Regions from separate parts of the Mus musculus genome. Here region 2 is linked to region 1. Evidence: chromatin contacts called from public Hi-C data. All regions are on one chromosome and are shown on one strand. The core of a region is the stretch at or near the end of the contact, and the rest is flanking DNA. Distances in the headings are between cores, read along the strand shown. Region 1 overlaps Gm32121 (a long non-coding RNA gene). Region 2 overlaps Gm32269 (a long non-coding RNA gene).

What was found. Hi-C and Micro-C count contacts between places; a contact is called where the count stands out from the background.
Region 2: a contact with region 1 is called in a Hi-C map of cortical neurons, with 2.4 times the contacts expected there. The contact joins two enhancer-like sites. A contact is called at or near these places in 1 of 15 datasets of contacts at CTCF or cohesin (pro-B cells), 9 of 484 Hi-C or Micro-C datasets (the AML12 cell line, CD8 T cells, Th2 cells and 5 more) and 3 of 115 datasets of contacts at active chromatin or transcription factors (SST interneurons, VIP interneurons and large pre-B cells).

Annotation. Positions count from the first base shown.
Region 1 is chr14:17,401,510-17,404,209 of GRCm38.p6, reverse strand. All of the region lies in intron 1 of Gm32121 (a long non-coding RNA gene), which reads left to right. Among named protein-coding and RNA genes, the nearest start is that of Gm32121, 4.9 kb to the left of the region's middle. Within about 2 kb of position 1,294, at least 15 of the 459 cell types and tissues checked have an H3K27ac peak or open chromatin away from gene starts, as enhancers often do. A contact at or near this core is called in cortical neurons, where this site is marked.
Region 2 is chr14:17,627,878-17,630,577 of GRCm38.p6, reverse strand. All of the region lies in intron 1 of Gm32269 (a long non-coding RNA gene), which reads left to right. Among named protein-coding and RNA genes, the nearest start is that of Gm32269, 3.4 kb to the left of the region's middle. Within about 2 kb of position 1,282, at least 5 of the 459 cell types and tissues checked have an H3K27ac peak or open chromatin away from gene starts, as enhancers often do. A contact at or near this core is called in cortical neurons, where this site is marked.

The DNA of each region.
Region 1 (2,700 bases), core at 45-2,544:
GCATAATTAGAAGCACCTAGTGAGGATATAAGCTTCACAGTCAGACATGGCTCATAAGCAATAGGCAGGGGTATCTAGGATCAGTGACTTGGCAGCAAAGTACAGAAATGGTTGAGACTTTGAAGGAATATATTGGTTTTCCAGAGTGAGGAGAAAACTGAAGAGCTGAACTTGAAATTATAAATTGGCAGCATAATAAAGTACTCAGAGACTTTTAGATGACTACTCATCTTCTCTTTTGTAAGACTATTTTTGTGCCCAGTGTCCATGAATGTTTTGAAAGACCCTGTTCTGGGGTTGTTAGGTGGCTCAGTGGTTAAGAGCCCTTGCTGTTTTTGCAGAAGACCAGGGTCAATTTCCAGCATCCACAACAGCTGCAATACCTGCAACTCCAGCTCCAAAGGATCTGATGCCATCTTTTGGACTCCCTAGGCACCTGCTACCATGTACACATATGCCTACACTACACTTCATTATACTACACTACACTACACACACACACACATTTCAAATCAAATTTTAAAAGTCTTTTAAAGGTCCTACTCATAGCATGCTGAACGTATTAGCCTCATTTTATAAGATATAAAATCTGAAGCATAGAGGACTTGAAATCACTTACTTTAACTCACACAACTAAGCACTGGGCAAAAAAGTATTTGAATTCAGAGATTCAAGAACTATGTGTCCAAGTGGGACAGTACAACAACACAGTGCAGCATGATGTTATTTATTGATTTCACACATGTGTGCCCCACACACATTTGGATTCATTATAGAATTGCAGTTACAAGGTGTTTCAAATGATCTCTAGGAATCTGTGGCTCATTAAGTTCTTTGGCCTGTGGCCACTGAGTGCAGCAGCCATGAGGAGGGAGGCACAATTAGTGCCCCTTGCCACATCCGGGTGCTCTGGTGTCACTGGAGTTGGCATTGAGGCAAATGTACATCCCAGCTCTGAAGCTCATTCTTGGATGGTGTCACTGGCCTTGTGTTCTAGGCCCCGGTTCTGTTCAAGAAGCAGCCTCTGCTCAAGTACTAAGCAGGAGCTGATCGCTGGTTTTTATGAAGAAAGAGCCTGGGAGCTGTGATCCTGAGAGCATCTCTCCCACGTTCCTTCTGTACAGAAGGGAGACCAGGTCCTATGAGCAGTGAATAAGGCCTGCTGACACTGCCATATGTCATGTGACAGAGAGCAGATGTGTGAAAGTCCACTGCAGGGGTATGCACTAACCTGCATGGTGAAAAAGGAGAGGACCCTGATGGGGGTAGCTTAGCAGGCATACATTCCGAGCAACCTCAGGCTTAGATTCCTTCTCCTCGCCTGCCCTCTAGTGGTACTTCTGAATACACAGTCTGTTGTCAAAGCCCAGCAGACATTTCCACAAACTTAGTTTTGAGGTCACTGTTGATTGCCCTGACGTTTTCTGGGTGATTAAGTATATTTTATTTGTTGTGTAGAAGAGAAAAATGGGCTTGCAATTCTTTTCTGACCAAAGTATTTCATTTCTGCTCAATAAATCATTTCTTAAACTTAATTATGAGATGCTTAATAGTACCACTTTGGAATACAGACAGTTATAAATTTTTTTATCTAGAACGGAAAATCAGAACAAGCAATAACGTGGATATTATTTTAAAATACAAGTCATTAGTTGCTTTGGTAGAAAATGCTAAAAAAGGAAACAAAACAAAAGAAAACAAACAAACACAAAGATTGGGATTTGGAAACGTCTTGAACTGACCTCAGAAGGTGGGGACTCGGGCAGGTTGGCTTCTATTCTCAGGTAGCACAGAGTGGTGTTTGGAATTAATGAACTCCAGCAGTAATGAAGGAAGTGCTGCTTTTTGCTACATCATTTCTGTGACCATGAGCTTTCCTGCTTTCCTGTGCATCATGAGTTTGTATAAAATCACTGTGGCTTCTCTACAGAATCAAGCAAGCATGGCTCATACTCTTCCTTAGCTTCCTGCTTCCCTAATACACACTGTATCTACTGGGCTAACAAGGGCTCATTTCTCCTCTAAAACTCTAATCTGGCAAACATTTGCCCTGATGAGTGAAGCATTCCACTATGTAAAAGTCAAACACAAAATTACAAGCAACAAAATGACACTTCAAATCAACATAATGCATCTTCAAGCCCCACTGATAATTACAAATTAAAACAGAATAGAAAGTTACATTTATTTGTTGGCAAGGTTAACTGAGTATTCAAATGCCAATATGCCATTAGTGTTTCTTGTCAACACAAAGGATAACTGAGCATAGTTGCTTGATTAAGCAATGTGTACTAAATGCTTAAACCTCTCAGTTGAAAAGTGATTTTTAAATATTGCTTATGCTACTCACAAATGTAGTTGAAATTCTTGAAAATCACTAGTAGGTTAGAGAAACAATTTGATGCTTTGATTCAACAGGCAGTGAACACTTATTGCAGGACACATGATTTGGCCTTATCTGGACTGCTGTGCTCACTTTCCAGCCCTGTATGTAAGATGTTTAGGAGCAGGGTGAAAAACAATGAAGTATCATGAGGTTCCTTGTAAAATTGGATCAATCAGACGGTGTGTTGCTTTGCTGGTTACCATGGATTTTCCCAATGCTCTATTCCAGAAATTTGTGGCTTCTTTAGCAGAAAAAGCTGAGAGGAAGCTGCCTGTTTTCTGTTTCCTGTTATAATAGAATTTTATAATAAAGGG
Region 2 (2,700 bases), core at 33-2,532, 230 kb before region 1:
AACATCTTCAACTAATGGTGCTGATCTAACTGGCAGTCTGTATGTAGGAGTATGACAATAGATCTATATTTATCACCCTGCACAAAGCTCATGTCCAAGTGGATCAAGAACCTCAAAATAAAACCAGAAACACTGAACTCAATAGGAGAGGAAGTGGGAAATAGCCTGGATAGCATTGGCATAGGGAACATTTCCTGAATAAAACACCAATGGCTTAGGCTCTAAGAGCAACAATTGATAAATGGGACCTCTAGAAACTGGATAGTTTCTGTAAGGAAAAGACGCTTTCAATAGGGCAAAACATCAACCTATAAACTGGAAAAAGATCTTCACTAATCCTATATCCATTAAAAAGGGCTAATCTCCAAAATATATGAAGAACTTAAGAAGTTAGACTACAAAACAAAACAAAACAAAACAAAAAACCAAAAAAACAAATAACTCAATTTAAAAATGGAGTACAGAGCTAAAAAGATAATTCTCATCAGAAGAACCTCCAATGGCTGAGAAGCCTTAAAGAAATGTTCAAAGTCCTTAGTCATCAGAGAAATACAAATCAAAACAACTGAGATTTCACCTAACACCAATCAGAAGAGTTAAGATCAAAAACTCAAATGACAGCACATTCTGGCCAGGATGTAGAGAAAGAAGGTCGCTCCTCCATTGCAACTACTCTTAAAATCAATCTAGTGGTTTATCAATTAGTTCTACCTGAAGAACCAGCTATACTACTCCTGGGCTTATACCTAAAAGTTGGTCCACCATACCATAAGATCACATGCTCCACTAAGTTCATAGCAGCCTTATTCCAATAGCAAGACAGTCTTATTCCATCCTATAGTCTGGGCTTATGTAACCTAGATGGCCTTGAATTGCTGACACATCTGCTTCCCCTTCAACCCCGCACATGGTGGGCTCCTACACCTCTCTCCCTGTCTGATATGCCTGGATTCCCTTTGCCCCTTGCCTGATGTGAAGGCAGTACCTCTTCCTGCAGACTGCAGTTAACACCTTCTGCAACTGTAGCAAGAAGCCAGAGGAAGCAGCTGCTGGATTCCTGGACTGAGATTCTCAAGCTTCTCTTTCCATTTCGCTCTCATTAGCACACAACTGTTAAAAGTTGGCCTGGGCACAGCGATACTTTCACACATCCATGTGAAAATCCATGCTAATCTCTTCTGCAGGATGCAATTCAATTGAATGACATTCTAATAAAATACTGGCGAGGACACAATCGCAGCTTCTCTGCAATGCATAATTAAAATAGCACCACGTTGCTGCTTACTGCTTCAGATAATGACTTCCTACAGACTGAGGTTATGAAATTTCAGGGGTTCATTCCTGTGTGTTAAAAGAACATTTTAAAGCTTCTCTCTCTGTCTCTGCCTCTCTCTCTCTCTCTCTCTCTCTGTCTCTCTGTCTTTCTTTCTCTCTCTCAAAAAGTTGTCTGTGGTTTTAATTTGTTACCACGAGGAAAAGCTTAGGTTTGTTTCCAGATTGGATTGGTGTAAGTACTGATTCTCAATTCACTTTCAAATATGCATTTTGTTGTGGTAGCTGACCAAATCCTCTCTGCCATTTTTAAATGATTGGTTCAGATCACTGCTTTGAAGACAATTTGAACCTACCTTACATGTCATTGGAGTATTGTCAGTGTGAAGGAGGGGTTTAATTGATAAGTATCTGTTCATGTATGTTTGTGAGTTATTCATGTACCTCTGTGTGAAGGAGTATGAACACCAGAAGTTAGCATAAGTGTGTGTGTGTGTGTGTGTGTGTGTGTGTGTGTGTGATGTACATTTGCATGTAGAGCCCAGGGGTAAATGCCAGGTGTTTCATTCAGTCACTCTCCACTTTACTATCTTTGAGAGAGGGTCTCTCACTGAACCTAGGGCTTGTTGCATTGACAGGTAAGCTTGCTCAGGATCATCTTGTCTGCATTCCCATTCTCCCAGTGCTAGGCTGAGCCACCCTGGTCCTCCTACTTGGATAACAAGCATTTTACCTAATGGTCCACATCCTAAGAACCTGCAACTTTTTGTTGAAAAGGCACAAGGCCAAAGCATCAACTTTGGGCAGTGGAACTCAGTAATAATGTTGTCTTGGTTGCAGTGTGTTATTCTGATGAAACACATTGCATCAGCAGTCTTGCCTCTGGACCACCATGTAAAGTCAGGTGTTCCATGGAGATGCTGTTCATTTTGGCTTCCATTGTTTCACTGAAAGCTCATGGTTGCTAAGTGATTACACATGAACCTGTGGTCTCAGTGGAAAATACCTTACCTTTGGCAGTGTTGGTTTCATGACCAAAAAGACATAAGAGGGAAGTAGAGTCCTTCATGGGTTCAAGGCTCCTATGTGTCCCAGGTAAAGCTTGGGTAATTGGCTCCATCCCCATTCTCCACTGTGATGAGGCCTTTAGATGTACTCTCTTGGAACACATATCTTGATCCAGCCTGTTCTTTATAGTAACAGGCTTTGCTTTAGGATGAGGCCCAAGTCGTGGAACACCTTAGGAAGTGGGTGGAGTTTACCCATTCTTTACTGGTGCTCAAGGCACCCAATAGCCACCAGCTCACAAGAACCCTAAGCTAGATCTGTCCTCTAAAGTGGGGACAAGTGGTGGGTGCACAGAACAATGGACAGGGAAAGGCTTGAACCAGGAGGTACCTTCTCTGAAAATGGGAGGCTGCCATGTGT